2 separate regions of the Sus scrofa genome follow, and region 2 is linked to region 1. A link is a contact called in public HiChIP or PLAC-seq data. All regions are on one chromosome and are shown on one strand. Each heading gives the region's core, a stretch centred on a gene start, on an enhancer-like site or on the middle of the called end of the contact. The rest is flanking DNA. Distances are from core to core; before and after follow the strand shown. Region 1 overlaps CCDC12 (coiled-coil domain-containing protein 12). Region 2 holds the start of NBEAL2 (neurobeachin-like protein 2).

Region 1 (5,226 bases), core at 1,087-3,586:
CACTTTCCTCTGATCCGCCTCTTCTGGGGCAGTGGGATATGGCAGAACAGTCTGGCCTATAATCAGGAGCCAGGTAATCTAGAGACTGGGCAGATGAACTTCACTTCTCTACGCATCCTTGACCCAGCAAAGCCTACTGCTCCTTCCTGCCCTGGGTTGTCAGGAAGCCCAGGCTTCGCTTGGAGAAGAATTTTGCCTGCATTCATAGCCTTCAGGAAAAGTGGACTTCTTCACCTTTGATAGGCCCAGAGCAAAGGGTTTGCCTGGGTTTTTCAGGAAGGCTGGGCAGAGGCTTGGTCCGTATATGGAGGGGCCAGACTCAACCCCAGCCTATGGAATCCAGGGCTTGGGTGTGGGCTTTCCAGGTAGAGCAGGGGAGAGCAGAGTGTGTATCCTTCCCAGGAAAGGGGACCTTTCTCCTTATCTGTACTCCAGATCTGCAAAGGGACTCCTAGCAGGATGCTTATGGCTTGGGAGCAGGCTCCATAGGGCCCTGAGGCCACAGCTCAGCCATGGCCCCCTTTGCCAACAAGGAGAAGGAGTGACCTTCCATCTGCACTAGGATGGGGAGGAATGACCTCTGAGGCCAGTAGCCAATGAGCATCTTGGCTTCCTCAGCTCCGTGGAGATAAAAACAGCCTGCTTTAGTCCAGGTTAGCCTGGTTGAGCCCAGGTGCCAGGTGGGAATCCCCGTGGGTCCCAGCTCTTCTCAAGTGTCCTGAGAGGAATGCAGTGCCCAGTCAGGACTGCCTTCAGCTGAGGGCAACAGGACAAGGCCTCATGGAGAACATTCCTCTTGAATTGGGTCCAGGATCCTAGAGGGTAGGGTTTGGGCAGTGAAGGCCCAGGGGTGTGAACCAGCAGTGTGACAGGGTAAGTGGTGTTGGGGAGTCATGGACAAACATCTCCCCTGACCCCCTGCTCATAAACCCAAACCTGGGCTTTATACAGATCATTGGAACAGGGAGAAAGATTTAAGGGTGGCATTGTAGGTACATGACAGGTAGCCAGTTCCATTGATGTGTGTTAGCTAGTTTGTCACGCATTTTTTTAAACACTTGTCCGGACTTAGGGAAATAACAGGTGATGAGGTGATTGTTGTTGGGGGTGGGGTGGGGGGGCACTGCTGCTAAACATTGTAGGTACTAGGCACGTGGAGAGAGCTCAGGATTTGGAAGCAGTGCCCAGGTTTGAGGCCAGGCCCTGCCTTCTGAGCTGATCTGGGACAAGTCACATTGCCTCAGTCAGCCTGACCTGAGTATCTTCAATAGAGAGATGGGGAGAAAAATGAAACTTGCTTCCTTAATGAGTGAAGCAAATGTGATTGCTGTTTACCGGGGTAGTGCTGGGGCTTTGGGCAAAACAAACAAACAAACAAACAAAAAACAACCCTTGTGAGGCTCTCCTGAGACAAGGATAGCTCCCGACACACCTGGAAAAGGCAGGATTTACTTTTACTTAAGGCTTGTGCTAACTTTGCAAATAGGGCAAGACTTGGGAAAAAAATAGGGTGGGTGGATAAGAGTAGAAATAAGCATGTGACCAAGAAATTAGTGATGAGGAACCTGTTTGTAGAACCTCCCTTATTTGTAGATGGTCCTGGGGAAATGAACTGAGTGGCATCATTTCACAGATTCAGTTGACCAACCGGACACAGGTTGGGGCCAGGAGTTGTGGCTGAAGAAATGGAAAAATCCAGCAGGACTGGAGGCAGAAACCCCAGGTCTTCACCCCTCACCAGCCATGTTGGAGAATCACCCACCTTCCTCTCTGCCTGTGCTTCTGCCCATCTGCTCAAGGAAACCTTTTGAGAATAATGTCTGTTTTCTTAGTTCTTTTGGCTTGCCTTATAAACTTTAGAATCAGCTTGTTAATATCTATTTTAAAAGCTTGCTAGAATTTTAATTGGTAAATTAAAATTTACCAATTAAATAAATCCTACCCCATCTCCCTACAACCAAATCCCCATCAAGTGGAAGTCATTCCCCCAAAGGTTAACCAGACCAAACCAGGTTTTGCGGGAAGGAAAGATGTTTTTCACTCCCAGAAGGACCCTTGCTTCTCCTTTGGGCTGGATCTGCCTCTCCCAGCCAACTTCCCTTGTGGCTAACTCTGCAGGGGCGTCTATGACTCATCTCTAACACCCCCCCCCCCCCCCCCGCTACTTGCTGCCTAGATAAGATGTGATCTGGCAGCTCTGGAAGTCTGGCCACAGAAAGGAGCATTCATGTCAGTTGCTTTTGTTTTTTGTAAGCCCTAAGTCACTTCCTCCTTATGGCAGTTTGGCTGGTATATGCCAATGAGGTGTGTCTTGGGTAGAATTTGTGGCTGACAGTCGTGGCCACCCTGGCAGGTGGGGGTGGGGTGTTGCACACTCTGTTGGTCATGAGGCAGGGAGCATGTCTTGTTAAGTGCCAGAACAAGCAAGCCCCAACCCTCAGCCCCCACAGCCGCCACCTCCCCGTGGCTTAGGTTCGAGGTCTTCATCCAGCTGGGGCAGTCACCGTTGAGAGACAGTGGTTCACCCTAAGTGAGTGTCATGTATCACAGAAGAAACTAGGCCACTAACCTGCCTTCTTCAGGGTGGAAAACCGGTTCTCCAACCCCATGTGGAGAAAGGTCCCATCCCAGCTGAGACCTGGCCCAGTTCTGGCCCAGTGCCCGATCCTTTTATGCTGGTAAATGCCAGGCCTGCTCTCATTGGTGGGTTGGGTCCCTAGGATGGTGGCTGTGCAGCAGGGCTCACACACCCATGATGTCAGCTTGATTCAGCAGACATTGCTCCACTCTCTTGGTGACCAGAGCCACCCCCTGGTTATCTCGCTCCCACTCCAGGTTGGAGTGCCCCAGCCATGGACAGGGACTGGATGTGGCTCCATGACTTGTGCTGAGGCAATAGCACAGAGACCTGCGGCCACCCTGTTTTTCCTGACCCTGTTGCTCAGGGCTGGGTGCAGGAATGTAGAAAAATGAAGGAGGTGTCATGGAAAGCCGACTTGATGTGTGGCCAGGCCAGGTGCTTCCCTTTGTAGAGGGAGCACAGCTGGGAAAGTCTTCCTCTTGCATGTCTTGATCTCCAGTGCTTTGAAAGCCATTCTCATTAAACCTGTTCTGGGGGGAGGTGTGGTCCGCTGTGAGGTAAGAAAATCACAGTTCACCCAGGTCAAGTTACTTGTCTAAGATCTCCCAGCTGAGAGGGAGGGGAAGAGCATGGGAACACCTCCCTAGTCCCTGTCCGACGTGCAGGCAGGGTGGAGAACAGCTGAGTTCACCCAACCATCCTGTCATAAATGGGAAAACAGCGCCATTCCTGTCCTCTGCCCACAAGCTCTCAGTCAAGCCTGGTCCTGTTGTACCACCTTCACTCTTAGGGTCATGGCCTTTGTCCCACATGCCCGCTTGGCCAGGGCCAGAGGGATGGACATCAGGGCTGCTGGTGGTTCTGTGGTGGAGAGAGGAGCATACCTCTTGAGCAGCCCGCCAGCACTTCCCAGCCCAGGGTAGCCCACTGGGATGGAGCACCATGTACCTCCCCAGAGTGGTCTGTGGTCCACTGCCAGCTCTAGTCCCCACCACCACCTGGGCCCCAACAGCCAGTGTGGCCACTTCAGTTCTCACCTTGTGGTCCCTTTGGGATTCAACTCAGCTGTCATAAACCTTTACCCCATGCCTCTTTTTAAATTTAAATTGATATTTAAAGTACTTATAGATTTGTTGTCAATTGTTGAAAATTTTAGTGAATCATATTAATGTGTATCCGTGCATATCCTTCTTTGTTGAAACCTTTTTCATGTACTGTGTCATGACCATCTTTTGATAAATCAGCTTCTATAAAATTCTCACTGGCTACTTAGTATTTCTTTGAGAATACCGTAATATTTTTCAGTCCTTGAATTTTGGCATATCAGCTGTTCCTACTTTAAATGCCTGTCAGCTGTGCATTTTGGGGAGACGGGTGGGGGCAAAGCTCAGCCTACAAATTTAGAGAAACTGGGATGGTTTCTGTAGAGCCTGGGGTGGGAGTGGGTGCACACCACATGGCCCAGATGCCATGGCAGCTGCAGCTGGGCAGGGGCCTGATTTAACTAATGCTTGGCCCTGGTCTTTGCCTTGAACAGCTGTTGGCTGTTTCTAAACCACCCCTTGGGGGTCTGGGCACCCCGTGTTCTTGGCAGGCCTGGGATCTGACACAACTTGGTAAACTTGGGGTTGATCAGAGCTGTTGGTGGGGCTCCCACGTGGGTCACCCCAGCCAGCTCTGTCTCTTCTGGATTCCTTGGGGGGTTTTGTTCATTTGTTTTGTTCTTTTTTGTTGTTGTTTTTTTGCCCTACTCCAGGCCTACAGAAGTTTCCAGGCCAGGGATTGAACCCATGCCACAGCAGTAGCCAGAGCCATAGCAGTGACAATGCTGGATCCTTAACCTGCTGCACCACTAGGAAACTCTGGGCTTCCCTGTTTTTTAAAATAATGACATGACTGAGTAATTTTTATTTTTTTAATTTTTTTTGTCTTTTTGCTATTTCTTTGGGCCGCTCCTGCGGCATATGGAGGTTCCCAGGCTAGGGGTCGAATCGGAGCTGTAGCCACCGGCCTACGCCAGAGCCACAGCGACGTGGGATCCGAGCCGCGTCCGCAACCTACACCACAGCTCACGGCAACACCAGATCCTTAACCCACTGAGCAAGGGCAGGGACCAAACCCACAACCTCATGGTTCCTAGTTGGATTCGTTAACCACTGCGCCACGACGGGAACTCCTGAATAATTTCTAAAACTCCCTTCTGCCTCTAGCATCTGTGACCCACTGTGACTTTAGAGGCTGAAGGAAGGTCCTGGCAGCTAGAAGAACTAAGAGAATGAGATTGAGGGAGGGAGGAGTTGGAGGATGGTGCTGTAGGCCAAACTCCTGGAGTGGGAGGGTGATTTTTTTCTCTCAAGGTACCCTGAGGGCCCAGAGCCCTGGCTGAGCCACCTGCAATCCTGGACAGGACCTATAGTCACTCTGTCTGACAGCCTTTGGTCTTCCTCAGCAACTGCTGGTCCCTGTGGAGCCGGGGGAGAGGTGCACCTCAAGGCCACAGAGACTTGGGTTTACTTTCTGGCTCTGGCTTTTCCCTCACTCAAAAACCTTGTGCACATCCATGACTCTGTGGACAGTTTTCCACATCCGAAAACAGCCAGTAGCCACCTCCACCTTCTGTTGAAGGGTGGACCTGAGGACCAGTG
Region 2 (4,977 bases), core at 2,128-4,627, 44 kb before region 1:
CCTTAATGTTTGTCCTGTCCTGACCTTTGGGAGCCTCAGCTCTCATACTCCCCAGTGCTTCCTTTCACAGAGAGTTCCATCACTGCTCCAGCCTGAGAAGGGATCACTCATTTGTATGTTTTGTATAACCTTTAGGTGCTGCCCAACTGCCAGCCTGTTGGATGCTATCTCCAGCCCTTTTGCCCCCTTCCTAAGCCCTGACTGGAGAAGCCTTGCTGGGTTCAGTCCTCTGGACATGTGCTCACCCATCCAACAGGCCTCTCTTTCATTCCTGACAACTTGCCTCTATTTCCCACTGCCATGTGCTTGCTCCTCCTGTTCCTGTGCCCTTGGCCCTCAATGCCCAAACTCAGTCTCCTGGCATGACACCCCTGGTCAGTCACTGCTGTGGGGCCTCTATCCAGCCATTCAGCTAATACTCAAGAAGCAGCTACTAAATGTGAGGTGCAAGGGAAACCGCAAAGGACCAAACACAATGAGGGTTCAAATGGGGACATGCTTGGGCTGAGATCCAGCTTGGTCTGGGGGGACAGGGGAGGAAGGCCTCCTCGGACGGGAAGGAGACAGCCCCAGGCAAAGGAAGGAGCTTGTGCTATCCCAGGTGCAAGCCCACCTGAGTCTTCCTGCCCACAGATCTAGACCTCTCCTGGGTAAAGGATGGAGACTAGGCTGGAGGTCTGCCAGACTCTGCTCTAAACTTGTCCAGCACCCTTGTTACGACCCTGCCTTGGTTTCCAAGCTAGGGCCCTGAGGGGCTCAGACTGAGCGATGTCCAGGGCCCTCCTTCCTCCCTCAGTAGCCATTCACAGCCCCCTCACCCACTCATCGCCCTCAGAGGTAGGGGGCGGGGGCAGGTCTGAACCTAGGGTCTGTGAGGGGAAAGAAAGGGCAGAAACGGGGTGTTCCCAGGGCGGGCCTAGCCCCACAACTGGGGAAACAGGTTTGCCAGCTGATGTCAGCTCTCACAGCTGAGGGGAGGAGTGAAAGTATAGGGGAGCCTTCTGATTGTGTGGCTGGCCAACTCAGGGGTCTCTTAATACCCTTTATCAGTTTAACCCTTTACCTTATCTTACCCTCTCCCCCAAGTACACACACCACAGGTGCCTAGCAAAGCTCAAAGGAGCACAACCACCACTCCCTGGGTGCTCAGTAAAGAGGGTGGGGACCATGTTCCGGGAGTAGAAGCAGGACCAAGCCGGCAGGAAGGCAGTGCTGGGAGGCTGGCTGGAGCTTCCTCTCCCCAAAGACCTGGCCCCTCCCGGCTCCTGGCTTCACACTCATATCCTGGATTTGTTTGCCTGGCCCCAGGCCGTCCCCTGCCTACCCAGGATTCCAAAGCTACAACCAGCTAGCCTGCGCTCCATACCTGCCCTGTGAGGTGAGGAGCTGGAGGAGGGGAAGGGACTCAATACAGATGAATGCCACACACCTGTGAGGGACTGACCACTTGCAGAGCTCAGCTAGAAGGGACAGCAGGAGGCAACCATGTTGGAGGTATAGTCCTGAGAAACTTCCAAAACATCCTCCCCCAGTAGCACAACACCCAGCCTGAAGATCCACCATTAGCATCCCTCACACTCATCACCTGGTTCAAGCCTGCCATCACCCAGTAACAGCTGAAGAAACTGAGGACTAAGAACCTGCCCACAGCCATAGAGACAAACAGAAGCACCAGGGCCCGGGGCAAGTTTCCTCCCAAATCTCTTGCTCCTTCACAAGGACCAACTTTTGGAGCTGGAGACAGAGAAACTGGGGTGAGGGGTTTCAACGGGGCAGGGAAGTAAGAACCTTCTCTGGCCTGGTCCAGCCATATAGGCTACCCCTCTGCAGAGTCCAGGCCACCGGAGGTTAGGATTGTACCAAATTCACAGAGAGGGAAGCAGAGGCTCAGGGGTGTAAAGAATGTGCCCTGAGTGACACCAAAGAGGGACTCTACTCCATGCACTACTGCCTTCTGCCAGATGCCCAGACCTCTCACCACCTGAGCAGGCTCAGAAAGCTATAGCCCTTATGGCCTGGATTCCTGGTCCCTGGGGCCCCAGACCTGGCCTGAAGTCCTGGGAGACTAAGCTAGACTAGCCTCGTAACAGAGGGCCAGTTAACGTGAGCATGAACTTCCCCCCAGTGAGAGATCAAGGGTACACAATAATCCATTGTGCCCAAGGCACACCTGAGCCAGGAGCATGATGCCAGGCAGGTGCAGCAAGGGAGGTTGGTGTTGGGTGAAGAGGCAAAAGGGTTGTTACCTTGGGTTCCCTCCCTGCTGTGGAAGCAGAAGGAAAGTGGGGGCCTACTGGTGTGAGAGTTTCAGGACACCTGTGTCAGAGTTTGCTCCCTTCACCTTCTGAGGACACTTTGAAGTAGTCGCTGAGGTAGGACAGGGAGCTCAGGAGGAAATGGCCTCCTTCCATCCCTTTCAAACTTCCCTCCTAGCTCACCCTCCTCCCTCCCCACCCCCAAGCCATTTCCCACCAACTGAGGTGGGAACTTTTCTTTGGGCTAGACCCCCACCACCACCCCATAACCCCCCATAACCGCCACCACCCCCCCCCGCCCCCCGGTTGGGGTAAAGCCGCCTGGGTCAGGGAGGAGCTCTCCAAAGATAGTTTGCTGCAGGAAATCTGATGAACTGACTCAGGTCAGACTGAAGTATGGACGCCTTCCGTGCAAGCTTGGACCCCCAGCCCATTCAGACTCACAGGCCCTGACCACCAACTGGGCTGCGCCCACAGGAGCGGCAAGGCCAAGTGCAAACTACGCTCCCCGCCCGTCTCTTTTTCTCTGGCCTCAGTTTCCCCATCTGTAAAAGGGGGAAGTGCCCTGCCATCTTGGTCCAGGCCCCTCTCCTTCCGCACTACAGAGGCTGCGCAGTCCCGACCCAAGAGGCTTGAGCGAGGGGCGCACCCGCGTGGGCCGACCCCCAGGTATAATTGCCAGAGGCATCCGCGGGCTAAGGGTGCACACGTGTGTGCAGAGTCCGAGCACGCCGGGAGCGCGCGCATTTACGCGGTCCAGGTGGCGCCGGGCACAGGTGCAGCAGGCACGGAGCGAGGGGAGCTGGGAACACCGCGGACACGGGGCGGGGCGGGCTCACCTGCGCGTAGTAGAGCAGCCACAACTCGTAGAGCCGCTCCGAGGCGGCCATAGCCCGGCCCGGCTCCGGCCCTGCTGTACGCTACCTGCCGCCGCCGCCTCCTCCGCGCCGCCCGCCGGTTGCCCTCGGCCAGGCCCATGGGCGGAGGGCGTCACTCCGGGGCGGAGCGGCGCGGTACTACTGGGGGAAGTAGTACTGGCCCCCGCTGCGCTCCTCCTCCTCGCAGCCGGCCGCCGCCCGGCTTCCTGCACTCCTGCGGCCGCCACCGCCGCCCCGCCTCTCCCGGGACCGTGCAAAGGGGGGCGGGGGGAGCCCGGCGGGAGGAGGAGCCTGAGGTCAGGGCGGCCCCAGAGGGCGCGCAGCAGCCCCGCCCTCCACAATCCGCGCTCTCACCGCGCTTTGGAAAGGGCCACTCAGAGCCTCCTGGACTAGGGTTGAGTCAAGGATTCCAGATTTGTTCTAGGTCTATATCTGACCGGGACGCATTCTGCCTGCAACCACTCGTGAAAGGGACAGGCTTACAGGGTTGGGGGAAGGGGCTGCAGGCCGCATGCAGATGGGCAGCGTCCTTCAACAAGCAATGATAACAATCATGATGACCACTTGCAGCGCTTACTACGTGCCAGGCGCTGTTATATGGAAGTGCCACTTTTTTTACTCCTGCTGTTAGTGGAGCAGGATAATGTGGCGGGGGTGCAGCGAGGATTGGGGCTAGGGGTGGGAGAATCAGAAAACAGCGGGGCAAGTGTGAAATAGCTCCAAGGAAGCGCGGTACCCTCCATCTTTGGGGCAGATCCCTGGAAAATTTAGGTAGTCTTCCCTCACCTGGGTCCCCTCCTTACTAGATGCTCTGATAGAGACACCTTCCACTCCACAGCTCAGCACTTGATTCACCTCTTTTAACATCAAGAGGTTAAAGTGTGCCTCATATCTCTGTTTTACAGGCAGAGAAACTGAGGCCCAGATGGGCCAAATGAGGACCACCTAAGCAGCCAATGACAGCATGGACAGGGACAGACGCCTGCCTCCAGAACCACTGTCATCATCACTCCTGGGCTTCTCCCCCCCCCCCCCCCGCCCCATCCCTCCAGCTCCCCCAGCCCCCCTGAGAAGTGAGGGGGCACTCTGGTCTTGGGCAAGGGTGAGGCCCTTTGCTGTGGCTGGTAGGAAGTTTGTGGGACCCAGAGAGTTGCCGTCAATTGGAAGAATTGACCCAGTCTGGACCCTCTAGACCTTGGGTAGCCAAGAAGAGACAGACCTAGTCCCTATACCCAACCTGCTCTGTCTTCTTGGCTTCTTGGGCAGTTCCTCCACTTTGGCCTTTTCTCCTGCCCTACCCATCCTACTTCTGAGCTGACATTTCCTGAACAGTTACTACCGGCGGATTGGGTACTACCCGCATACCTGATGCAGGGGAGTTGGAACCAAAAGGCCCAGGTTACTGAAGTCAAGGGGGTTGTGCATGGGGGCTGGCTGGACAGGGTTCTGTGGCACTGGGTTCTGTGACCTCTGAAGGGAATTGGGAAGGAAGGAGTGGGTGTCTACCTGCTGCCAGACTGGGGAGAAGGTCCCAAGCAGGGAACAGCCTTGCTGAGAGACAAGTAGACTGGGGGGAAGGGAGGAAGCTTGGCCTCCTCTTCCCAGGTAGGAGGAGGTGTGGCTCTGGAATCTGGACAGGCTGTCAGAAGATCTTGACTTCAGGCAAAGTGGTTCTCGGGGCATGCTAATTAGCTTGGGAAAGAATACCCTGGCAACTTCTGCTGGGGAACACTGGACCTCTTGGCCACCTGCTGCAGCAGAGGCCAAACTAATTCTCAGCTTAGTTCTTAGGAACTAAACTCAGCGTGGTCCCCTGGGAACCACTGGACCCAAGTTGGGAGATG

Evidence for each region. HiChIP or PLAC-seq counts read pairs in DNA pulled down with a chosen protein or histone mark.
Region 2: an H3K27ac HiChIP or PLAC-seq map of alveolar macrophages shows a contact between it and region 1. The contact joins the promoter of NBEAL2 here to the enhancer-like site in region 1. A contact is called at or near these places in 11 of 47 Hi-C or Micro-C datasets (alveolar macrophages, blood, embryonic fibroblasts and 6 more) and 2 of 2 datasets of contacts at active chromatin or transcription factors (alveolar macrophages and skeletal muscle).

What each region holds. Positions count from the first base shown.
Region 1 is chr13:29,800,876-29,806,101 of Sscrofa11.1, reverse strand. The region is part of intron 4 of CCDC12 (coiled-coil domain-containing protein 12); the gene reads left to right. Among named protein-coding and RNA genes, the nearest start is that of CCDC12, 43 kb to the left of the region's middle. Within about 2 kb of position 2,336, at least 18 of the 83 cell types and tissues checked have an H3K27ac peak or open chromatin away from gene starts, as enhancers often do. A contact at or near this core is called in alveolar macrophages, embryonic fibroblasts and retroperitoneal adipose tissue, where this site is marked.
Region 2 is chr13:29,845,806-29,850,782 of Sscrofa11.1, reverse strand. It overlaps NBEAL2 (neurobeachin-like protein 2), which reads right to left and starts at 3,377. Exons shown (of 55, transcript XM_021068700.1): 1 at 3,095-3,377. The coding sequence starts at 3,145. CCDC12 (coiled-coil domain-containing protein 12) reads left to right here and starts at 4,100. Exons shown (of 9, transcript XM_005669466.3): 1 at 4,100-4,531.